Linked DNA regions of Pan troglodytes: region 2 is linked to region 1. A link is a contact called in public Hi-C data. All regions are on one chromosome and are shown on one strand. Each heading gives the region's core, a stretch centred on a gene start, on an enhancer-like site or on the middle of the called end of the contact. The rest is flanking DNA. Distances are from core to core; before and after follow the strand shown.

What was found. A called contact is a pair of places that touch in the nucleus more often than the background predicts.
Region 2: a contact with region 1 is called in a Hi-C map of induced pluripotent stem cells, with 2.0 times the contacts expected there. The contact joins two enhancer-like sites. A contact is called at or near these places in 2 of 7 Hi-C or Micro-C datasets (induced pluripotent stem cells and stem cell-derived neural progenitor cells).

The regions. Positions count from the first base shown.
Region 1 is chr11:13,835,786-13,841,325 of NHGRI_mPanTro3-v2.0_pri, reverse strand. The region is part of intron 2 of NR6A1 (nuclear receptor subfamily 6 group A member 1); the gene reads right to left. Among named protein-coding and RNA genes, the nearest start is that of MIR181A-2, 76 kb to the right of the region's middle. Within about 2 kb of position 2,990, at least 2 of the 24 cell types and tissues checked have an H3K27ac peak or open chromatin away from gene starts, as enhancers often do. A contact at or near this core is called in induced pluripotent stem cells, where this site is marked.
Region 2 is chr11:13,900,493-13,905,644 of NHGRI_mPanTro3-v2.0_pri, reverse strand. NR6A1 (nuclear receptor subfamily 6 group A member 1) reads right to left here. Exons shown (of 10, transcript NM_001280163.1): 3 at 3,979-4,221. Among named protein-coding and RNA genes, the nearest start is that of NR5A1, 45 kb to the left of the region's middle. Within about 2 kb of position 1,649, at least 3 of the 24 cell types and tissues checked have an H3K27ac peak or open chromatin away from gene starts, as enhancers often do. A contact at or near this core is called in induced pluripotent stem cells, where this site is marked.

The DNA.
Region 1 (5,540 bases), core at 1,741-4,240:
CAGTCCTGGTGAGGTTCACTTTTCACACAAATAAGATACTTGGATTCCACTGAATGTTTCTATTCAGATCAAGTTAATACAAAGTTGGAGAGCTTAGATTCTTTATCATGTAACTTTGAGAATGCTCAGATGAATGCAGCATAAAAAGAAATTGCTGAACTTCCAGGCTAACACATTAAAAACTGCATAGAATGTAATTCCATCATTACAATGCCGTAAATTAGAAAGATAAATTAAGCAAAATGGGTAGGATGCTTTTTACAGTGTTTCACAACTAGTCATAATGATTTGAAAATCAACACTCAGCAAAATGATAATAGGCCTCTGAGAGGAAACTGGAGTAGGCACATATAGTTGGGGTTCCAGCGTGGGCACCAGGTACAAAACTGAGAAGTAAAATCCTGGTCTCTTAAAGGCCCATATAGCACCTTTAAAATCCTGCATGTGTATATGGTGAATTCTATAGAGGTCAAACACTGGAAACTAGCAAAGGTTATTAAAATCAGTAGCAACACAATATTTATTTCAACTATTTCGTAATCCTAATTATCCCAACCTTCCAACTTTCTCCATTCCCCCACAAAGCACCTAACAAATCCTTGTGAAATATAAGGGTTTTTGCTTTTTTTTTTTTTTTTTTCAGAATGATACAAAACTTGGTAAGCAGACACTGAGTCACATGGCTTTTGTCAAAGAGCTGAACAAGAGAAGACTGATTATAGGTTAAAATTTACATGTTCCTGGAATTCAGACAATTAAAATGAGCAGTAGCTAGAATGTTTGGAGCCAGAAAAACTTTGCCACTTAGTACTTGTACAATCTTAGGTTTTATTTATTTATTTATTTATTTATTTATTTTGAGACAGAGTCTCGCTCTGTAGCCCAGGCTGGAGTGCAGTGGCACAATCTCTGCTCACTGCAACCTCCATGACCATGTTGGTCAGGCTGGTCTTGAACTCCTGACCTCAGGTGATCTGCCTGCCTCGGCCTCACAAAGCTGGGATTACAGGCGTGAGTCACCACGCCCAGCTCATTTCTGTTTTAAAACCAAGTTTTATTTGGCCATAAAACTTGTTGGCAGCTCATGAAACAGAAATTTCCTGAGATACAAAAGAACTAATTGGACAGGCGCAGTGGCTCACATCTGTAATCCCAGCACTTTGGGAGGCCGAGGTGAGCAGATCACCTGAGGCCAGGAGTTCAAGACCAGCCTCGCCAACCAACATGGTGAAACCCCAACTCTACTGAAAATACAAAAATTAGCCAGGCATGGTGGCGCATGCCTGTAATCCCAAGCTACTCCACTGGCTGAAGCAGGAGAATCGCTTGAACCTGGGAGGCGGAGATTGCAGTGAGCCAAGATCGCGCCAATGCACTCCAGCCTGGGCGACAAAGCGGGACTCCATCTCAAAAAAAAAAAAAAAAAAAAAAAGAACTAGAACTAATCACAATCCCACAACCACATAAACAAAAACATATATATTATAATATACAGAGGGGGTGTCTTTCTAAGCATAACATGAAATCCAGGTATCATTAAAGAAATGATGATCATATCTGCATCTATATAAAGGTCTAACTTCTAAAAGGCAAAGATCCCAAAATATATATACATACTTATACACACACATATATTAGTATTTACAAAACATAAAGAGTTCCTAAAAATCAGTAGGAAAAAGACAAGCAAACCACCCAATGGACAAAGAATATGACCAGGCAAAGATGCCCCAATATGATTAGAATGAGTAACAGTGAAAAGGTCACTAATAAAAACTCAAAAGTAAAGCAACCATTATAAACCATTTCTCATCAGATTGGCAAAAAATTAAAAATAGTGATATATTTCAGTGGTAAAGTTTTGAAGAAATGGGTATGCTCATACAATGCTGGTGGTTGATGTACAACTTGAAAACAGCTTACAGGATCTACCAACATTTAAACTACACACACCCTGTGACCCAAAAATACCACTTCTCTCCATCTTAGAGAAATACACATGTTCACAAAAATATACGTATAAGGCACATTTATTACAATTTTAAAAAGTCAGAAGAAACCTAAATACTGATCAGTAGAGGAAGAGCCAAGATGGAGAGATGGGTAAGGAGATTAGAAACCAGACTTTTAGACTTCACCCAGTCAATCTGCAAGTCACTCATTCTAGATTTCAGCCAGGCTGCCAATCATTCAGCTAGTTCCTCCCTCCCATTGTTTATTAGCACTACTAACATCAAAGGAAATCACTCCAGCTTTGAGAACCAATTTTGAAGATTCCCGGGTGGCCCTTATCCTACATAAGGCATTTCTTCAATGGCTGCAATTGGTATATTCTGCCTGGTTTTTGTTTTGTGGTAAATATTTTCATTCTATTTTTGTCTTTTATATAGTCAATTTCAGCAGCTGTAAGCCAGTCAACTGAATGGAAACACAATTAGCTAGCGCAGGGCACCTAGGTGTTATTATTTGGCCACTACAAATAATGCTACAGGGAAAGTTTCTGTACTTGTATCTTTTCTAGTCTCTGATGAGCTATTTTCAAAGGAAAAAGTCTTAGGGCTGGGTTATGAAGTTGGAAACTATAGAAAGCTTTATGACTGGCTCCCTACAGCTTTGTCAGTTCCCCTAGTGATTGGACCCATCCAAACTGCTGTGGGTGTCCTAGAGTCCACCAGCAGAGGGCAGCATCCCCCAGACCAACAAGGCCTCAGGATGCAGACATTAAGCCTGGGGAGTGAAGAAAAGTGATCAGAAGACAAAGGCAAAATCCACAGAACATGCTAACCAGGGCTTCCAAAATTTGGGAGGTATGGCAGACCCTCGTACCTGCAAGATAACTGGGATTATCCACAACTAGCAACACCTAACACTCAGTGTCCTTGATTCCTTAACTGGCACCAAGATAAAAAAAAGTCACCTCCTCTTAAACAGGTATATATACTGCTCTACTGGCCATACCAAACCCTTATCAACTAGAATCTTGCCAAGCAACAAAGATTACTGAAGCCCAACCCCTGGGGAGACTAAACAGGGGATGCATTATGCTGCTGGCCTCATTTTGGCAGTTTCTGTTGAAAGAAAGAATGGAAAGGGCAAACCTACATATCCATCACAAATGTCTGGTTTCTCATTCCCTTTACTTGGCTTCATTTTAAACTGAGCTGGGGGCAAGGGAAGGATACTGTAAGCAGCAATGAGTTGAAAGGTAACCATGGCCAGGTACGGTGGCTCACACTTGTTATCCCAGCACTTTGGGAGGCCGAGGTAGGCGGATCACTTGAGGACAAAAGTTCGAGACCACCCTGGACAACATAATGAAACCCCATCTCTACTAAAAATGCAAAAAATTAGATGGGCGTGGTGGCATGTGCCTGTAATCCCAGCTACTCAGGAGGCTGTGGCAGGAGAATTACTTGAACCCGGGAGGCGGAGGTTGCATTGAGCCGAGATTGCACCACTGCACTCCAGCCCGGGCAACAGAGTGAGACTCTATCTCAAAAAATTAAAAAAATAGAATAAAGGAAAAAGAAAGGTAACCACGAGCCCAGAGCAGTTAGGTTACAGGTCAAAGAAAACAGAAATCACTATGGTTGAAATGTCTCCAACAGTGTTCACTTTAGATCATTAACCAAGTGAGTCATCCTAAATTAATCTGAACTAAAGTTTGGGCCACTCGATATTTCAGCTCTTGAAGGTCTAGGGAAATACCACATCCTTACCTATCAAGAGGCCAGACACAACAACTATTATTTGCCATTTGTTCACTGCCACTGATATGCTAACTTCTCCCTAGAACATTTATATGATCTGTATCACAGCCCACACTACAGTCATAATAAATAATACAGCATTGGTGAGAACAGGAAAGCAGGCTCTCTTATACCCTGATTGCAGAGTTGAGGTGGTAGGAGAGTAGGGGTGGGAGCAGTATTTACCACCATTTGGGGGAGGACGAATTTAGCAGCACCAAGATTCAAATGCATAAACTCTTTCACCTAGAAATTCCACTTCCAGGGTTTTACGCTACAAAAGTAATGCCATAAGTAAGCAAAGTATTATACAAGGATATTCACTGCAGCCCTATTCATAATAGAGAACAAATAAAAACAATCTAATTCCCACCAACAAAAGATGAATGAAATAAATCCTGGCATATCTATTAACGCAACCATTCATTAAAACAATGAGACAGATCCATGAATCATATCATGGAACAATCTCTAACACAAATTAAGTGAAATAAAACAAGCTACACAATTAAGTATGTAATTTTAATTTAAAAAAAATTTTTTTTTGAGACAGGGTCTCCCTCTGTCGCCCAGGCTGGAGTGCAGTGGCGCAATCTTGGCTCAATGCAACCTCCGCCTCCTGGGCTAAAGTGATCCTCCTGCCTTGGCCTACCAAGTAGTTGGGACTACAAGCGCCTGCCACCACACCTGACTAATTTTTGTATCTCTGTAGAGACAGTGTTTCACCACGTTTCCCAGGCTGGTCTCAAACTCCTGAGCTCAAGCAATCTGCCTGCCTTGGCCTCCCAAAGTGCTGGGGTTACAGGCATGAGCCACCATACCTGGACTATAATTTTTACTTTTTTTAAAAAAACTGCATGTTTGGAAAGTCTAGAACCAGAGTATATACATCAGACTGCCCAGGTTTCAATTTTGGCCTGCTGCTTACTAGAAGTGTGACTTTACACTTCATCCTCAAACTTCAGTTTCCTTATCTGTAAAATAGGGAGGGGGGCACATATTGCCTTCAAAGGATTATGATGAAAATTCAATTCATTTATTTTATTGGCTGGCTGAGGTGGCTCACGCCTGTAATCCCAGCACTTTGGGAGGCCGAGGCAGGTGGATCACCTGAGGCCAGGAGTTCGAGACCAGCCTGACCAATATGGTGAAACCCCGTCTCTACTAAAAATACAAAATTAGCCAAGCATGGTGGTGCATGCCTGTAATCCCAGCTACTTGGGAGGCTGAGGCAGAAGAATCGTTTGAACTTGGGAGGCAGAGGTTGCAGTGAGCCAAGATTGCACCATTGCACTCCAGCCTGGGCAACAAGAGCGAAACTTCATCTCCAAAAAAAAAGAAAATTCAATTAATTTTATTGTTTTATATACATATATAAAAATAACTGAATACACACAAATAAGGTAGCACAATATAAATGAATATATATAAATAAGGTACCTGCCATATAGCAAATGCTCAGAAGATACAGAAGATGATAATGATTATTATTAACATCACTACCTCTGAGAAGTTGAATTAAGGAGGTAACTTTGATTTACCAAGTTTTATACTTCCGTAAATAATTTTTCAGAATAGGCATGAAGTACTTTTATAATTAAAAGATATACCCTTATTCCCAAGAGAAATGAAAACATATGTCCAAAGACTTGCATGTGAATGTTCCTAGTAGCATTATTCACAAATGCTCATCAACTGGTGAATGGATAGATAAAATGTATGGCATATCCATACACTGGAATATATTCAGCACAAAAAGGAACTGACTACTCAAGTGCTATGGCACGGACA
Region 2 (5,152 bases), core at 400-2,899, 66 kb before region 1:
TTGTCGCAATTATTACTGTGATGTTCTAATGGTGAATTTTTTTTTTTTTTTTTTTTTGGTTTGTTGCCCAGGGTGGAGTACAGTGGCGTGGTCTTGGCTTACTGCAACCTCCGTCTCCCAGGTTTACCTTAGCCTCCAGAGTAGCCGGGACTGTAGGCACATGCCACCGTGCCAGCTAATTTTTGTATTTTTTTTTGTATAGACGGGGTTTCAGCATGATACCAAGGCTGGTCTTGAACTCCTGAGCTTAAGCAATCCACCTGCTCCGGCCTCCCAAAGTATTGGGATTACAGGCATGAACCACTGTGCCCAGCCCTAATGGTGATTTTTCTATTTCCCTCATTCCTTCTACATTTATATTTATATTTATATTTTTAGAGATGGAGTCTCACTATGCTGCTCAGGCTGGTCTTGAACTCCAGGGCTCAAGTGATCCTCTTGCCTTGGCCTCCCAAAGTGCTGGGATTACAGGTGTGAGCCACTAAGCCTGGCCTCCTTCTACATTTGTTAATCAGAATTCACTTAAAGGAAAAATGATCACTTCTCTTTATTTATTCACTTATTCCTTTCGGTATGAACTCATGGATATTTTTATCCTTTGGGTTATAAATTAATCCTACAGTTATTGTTCCTCAAGTTGTTCCACCGTTGGCCATCAGAAGTTCTTTCAGGTTGGCTTCTGTGCCCTTTGATATGCTTCCTTTCTTTTTTTAGAAAGCACTTCCTAACTTGCTGGCCCCTTAAGATGCTCCAGGATCATTTTACATTTCCCCTACCCCAGCCTTGGAATCAACCAGTTTTCCAATGAGTCCTCATTCCTTTCATTGATATTTGGAAGCCAAGATCTGGGTGCTGGGTGTACTCATTGCTCCTGGGGTATCTGCTTCTAGCCCTTCTCAGTGGCTAGAGCTTGGAAATATACATATGTACACTAACTTACCTACCCACACAAGGTATCTATGTATTTTTAAATCTATCTGAAACACGAATACATATTGATACACTGATTCCAATCTAGCACGAGGGGATTCATTCTGGCCTTCTCCTTTGCTGATTTATAACTTCTTTCTTTCTCTGATGTGAGAAACCTGACTCTCATTGTCCACAATATATTTACTTGCTGATTCTACTCTATTATACAAATGAAGTAGCGAAAAAATTCCTAACACATAACCATGAGAGAAACAAATTTTACAAACTAGAGTGCTTTGTTTGTATGTAATTCTTTTTGTTTTTAGCCTTACAGTATACAGTCAAAATACTTTTCAAAGGTTAGCTCCTTTTTTCTCCAACCCCTTAAGTGTGGTTATGTGACTCATTTGTAACACCAGCTAGATTCATTTGTCATAGTGTGCATTCTTTCTCTCTGCCCTGTAACCCCCAAAACATCCTAGCTGATTAAACAAATTTTCACATATAGTAACATTTATTTTTTTGTGGTGTAAAGTTCTATGGGTTTTGACAAATGCACAGAATTATGTGTGAACCACCACAGGTCCATACAGAACATTCCTTACCCCCAAAATACTCCCATGGCAGCTGCAATTTTAATCCTGCTTTCGCAGCACCAACCAGGAGGTGGCAGAGTTTCTCTCCCTGACGCAGACTTCACCAGGCAACTGAGTCTGCCTGCTCTGCATGCAAACAGTCCTAAGGAGACAGCTAGCTCCCTGTCCCTCATACTCCGTGTGTCTTCTGACTATGGTCAGAGGGGTTATAAGGTTAAGTTTCTTCTTCCCTAAAACAGGTGAGTTTTGCTGGAAGCCTCAGAATCTCACACTCCAGCTGAACAAGCAGGATGATTCATCAGAGACAGCAGTCAAGAAGGCAACCCATAATAACTAAGCTTTCATAAGATACTCACAGTGAGGGCAACAAAGGGAGATGAGAGAAGTGGAGGCCAAAACCAAAACAGGGTGAGGGCAGGAAGTTGACAGACTCTTCAGACAGTACATGTTTGGTATTGGTGGCTGGAAAAGATTTCAATAAGAGGAAACTGACAGTGGGGAAGGGAAAAGATCTCCAAGTAGAGGAAAAAACCTGAGTACAGGCACAGCAGTGTAAGGCATCCCTGAGGCACAGTGTTCAGAAATGAGTTAGAAAGACAGGCAGGGGACAAACTTGGTAACACTTCAAATGTCCTACTATGGCAGTCATCATCCAGTAAACACAGGGCATTCCAACATGTAAACAGCTATGCCACATGGTAGACATGTGAAGCAGTACATTGTCCGTGTCCGTATTAAGCAGGTACAAGCTCTGCTTAATAACAAATTATAATTTAGTTAACTATTAACTGTCAACATAACCACCCCTAAACTATTGCTAACTCATTTTACCTCCCTAAGCTGTATCTGTAAACTGGGGATAATAGTTAATAACAGGGTTGTTGTATGTATTCAGTGGTAGAATATATATATGGAGGGTACATAAATAAGTGCTCAATATTAGTATTTATAATAAATTATAAACCACCTAAATTTATCTAAATGCACTTCCACATCTCTCTTACCTTTCTTCATGATGGGCAAGTTTTTAAAAGGTCCTTCTTATCTCATACACAATAAAACCAGTCTGAGTATATCTGGATGTCTGCATTCATAATGCTATAAAACCAGTTTGAATAGTTCATTATATCTGACTAACACCCCCATCCCTGAACACTGCTGCTATGAACCCCTAATACCTTGCTGGGTATTTTATATGTTATCATACTTAATCCTGTAGAGAACTCTGAAGGGTAAGTAACATACCATCTTAAAGGTAAGATAATTGAATATTGGAGATATAAAGCAAACTTCCTAAGGTCACAGAGCTAAAAGCTAGTCTGTTTGCCTCTAGAGCCTCTCTTCTTTCTGCTGAATGACACTGCTCTATTCTACTCTCCACTCTCCATGGGAATACCACTCTAGGCTTCTGACACTGGCCCTTCTCTCTTCTGTATCTAAGCTCTCTCTGTGGGTGATTTCACCTATGGACTAGACTTTTACTACCACCTCTGTGCCAACAGCTCCATGAAGCCTGTTTGCAGGCAGGACTTTTCATCTCAGTTCCAATCCTATATAACCAACTTCCTTGGTGGACATCTTTATGCATCCTTCTCAGGTATCTCAAACTCAGTATTGCCAAGGCCAACATTTTGCCCCACCCTTTTTCTTTTCTTTTCAGAGGGTCCTATAGAGAAATCACCCTGCTTTTTAGCTTGACTTTTTTTTTTTTTTTTTCATTTTTTTCTCCCTGATAAGGTCATTACTCTTAATCCACATCCTCGATTTCAACTTCTGGTGCTGCTCAATGTTCAGTATGTCACCAATTCCTATCAGATGAGTTTCTTCAACATCTCTGTGTGCCATTATTTCCCCTGTTCCTTCAGATCCTTCAGATTTCCTTCTAGACTCTACTAAAAACTTTCTAGGTGGCTTTTCTGTTTCCCCTGCCCCAATTCATCCTCCAAAACAGCCCTTCATATTCATCCTACTAGAACGTCAGTTTGTTCATATTATCTCAGGCTAATGGCTCTTGGAAAGCTTCCCAATAAATTCCAAACTCCTCACCAACCTAGACACAGACTTCTGAGCATGCCTAGCCTCTGAGTACACCGTGCTTCTAGCAAACAAAATGATACCGCATTCAGCAATCTCCTACCTCATGCCTTTTCATCCAAAAATTTCTACTTCTGTCATCATTCCTGAAATAACTAGTGAAGTATATTAATCCCAGTTAAGACCTGATTGTTAAGTGGGTTCTTGGTCACACAGGGCTTGTGCACTCATTCCCACCTTAACATCTCACTAGTTTTCTTCCCCCCACCTAGTTTAGGAAGGTCTTATAGGCAAGAATGGTTCATTTTTGGTTATGAGTACAAACTATAAGGCCTGATATGTAGTGCAAGCTTGAGGAATAAGTAACTAAACAGCTGACACTAAAGGTAAAGTTTTGAATGAAGGATGGGCCATCAGAGCCATCAGCACCACTCACCCTTCCGGTTCATCCCCATCTGGAGGCATTTGAGCAGGCGGCAGTACTGGCACCTGTTCCTCTGCTTCCGAGACATGACACAGTTCTTGTCACGACTGCATCGATATACCCGTTTGTTGCAAATGCTCCGCTTGAAAAACCCTTTGCAGCCCTCACAGGAGATGATCCCATAGTGCAAGCCTGTAGCGCGGTCCCCACAAATGAGACAGGTTCGTTGTTCAGCCCGATCATCTGAAACAGAAACTGATCATGTTCAAGTTAGAACACAGTGGAAATAATGGCTTTAAGCCTACAGTTCCTAAAGTGAGCAACTCTGCTCTGGGTAGATTAAGACCACCACTATCTCCAGGCTAAAGGGCAAACAGGGGGCCCATCTTCGGATCCTTGTCCCAAGAGTAGTCCCTGTATCTGTAGTTGCAGATACCACAACACAGTCTACCTAAACTCTTCCTCCTGGGTTTCATCAACACTTGGATCAGTATCTAAGACTGAAACCTAGAAAGAATCTTTGACTCCTCTATCACCCTTACCCTGCTCATCTATAACCCATCAATTCTACCCTGTAGGAGCACGGTAAGGATTACTTACCATATATGTAAGGGCCTAACACATGATATACAGCCAATAAATGACAGCTGTAATTGAGTTCTAACCATACCGAGCTAAGCCGGTCAGCCAGACATCCAGCCAATAAATATTTACTGTGCAACTCTTCTACCTGGGAACTGCTGTAAGGCACAAATACAGCAGTGAACAGAAGCCCCTGGTGAAGCTTACACTCTAGCAGAGTATCTATTCTGTGTCCAGGCCCTGTGCTAGGACATAAATAAATCATCATGATCCCCAGAGTCATGGAACTCACTGACGAGCAACAAACAAGTTACTCGAGGAGGAAATTCAGGATAGAATATAGCTCTTCACTTCCTCTTCTTTTAAACTGCATTTACTCAGGACCAAGCAACTGCTAAAGAGCAGGCACATGACAAAAAAGCACCCTGTGAACTGTGATGTGAAGCTATGCCAGCAGGTACAAGAAATCACCAGGGAAGGTTCCGATCAGAGGCCAAGACAAGAAATCAGATATTTCAACCTCACTCCTGAGTAAGAGGGAAGGTATAATAATCAAGAATATCGTTATAGAGCCAGGGGTGATGGCACACACCTGTAGTCTCAG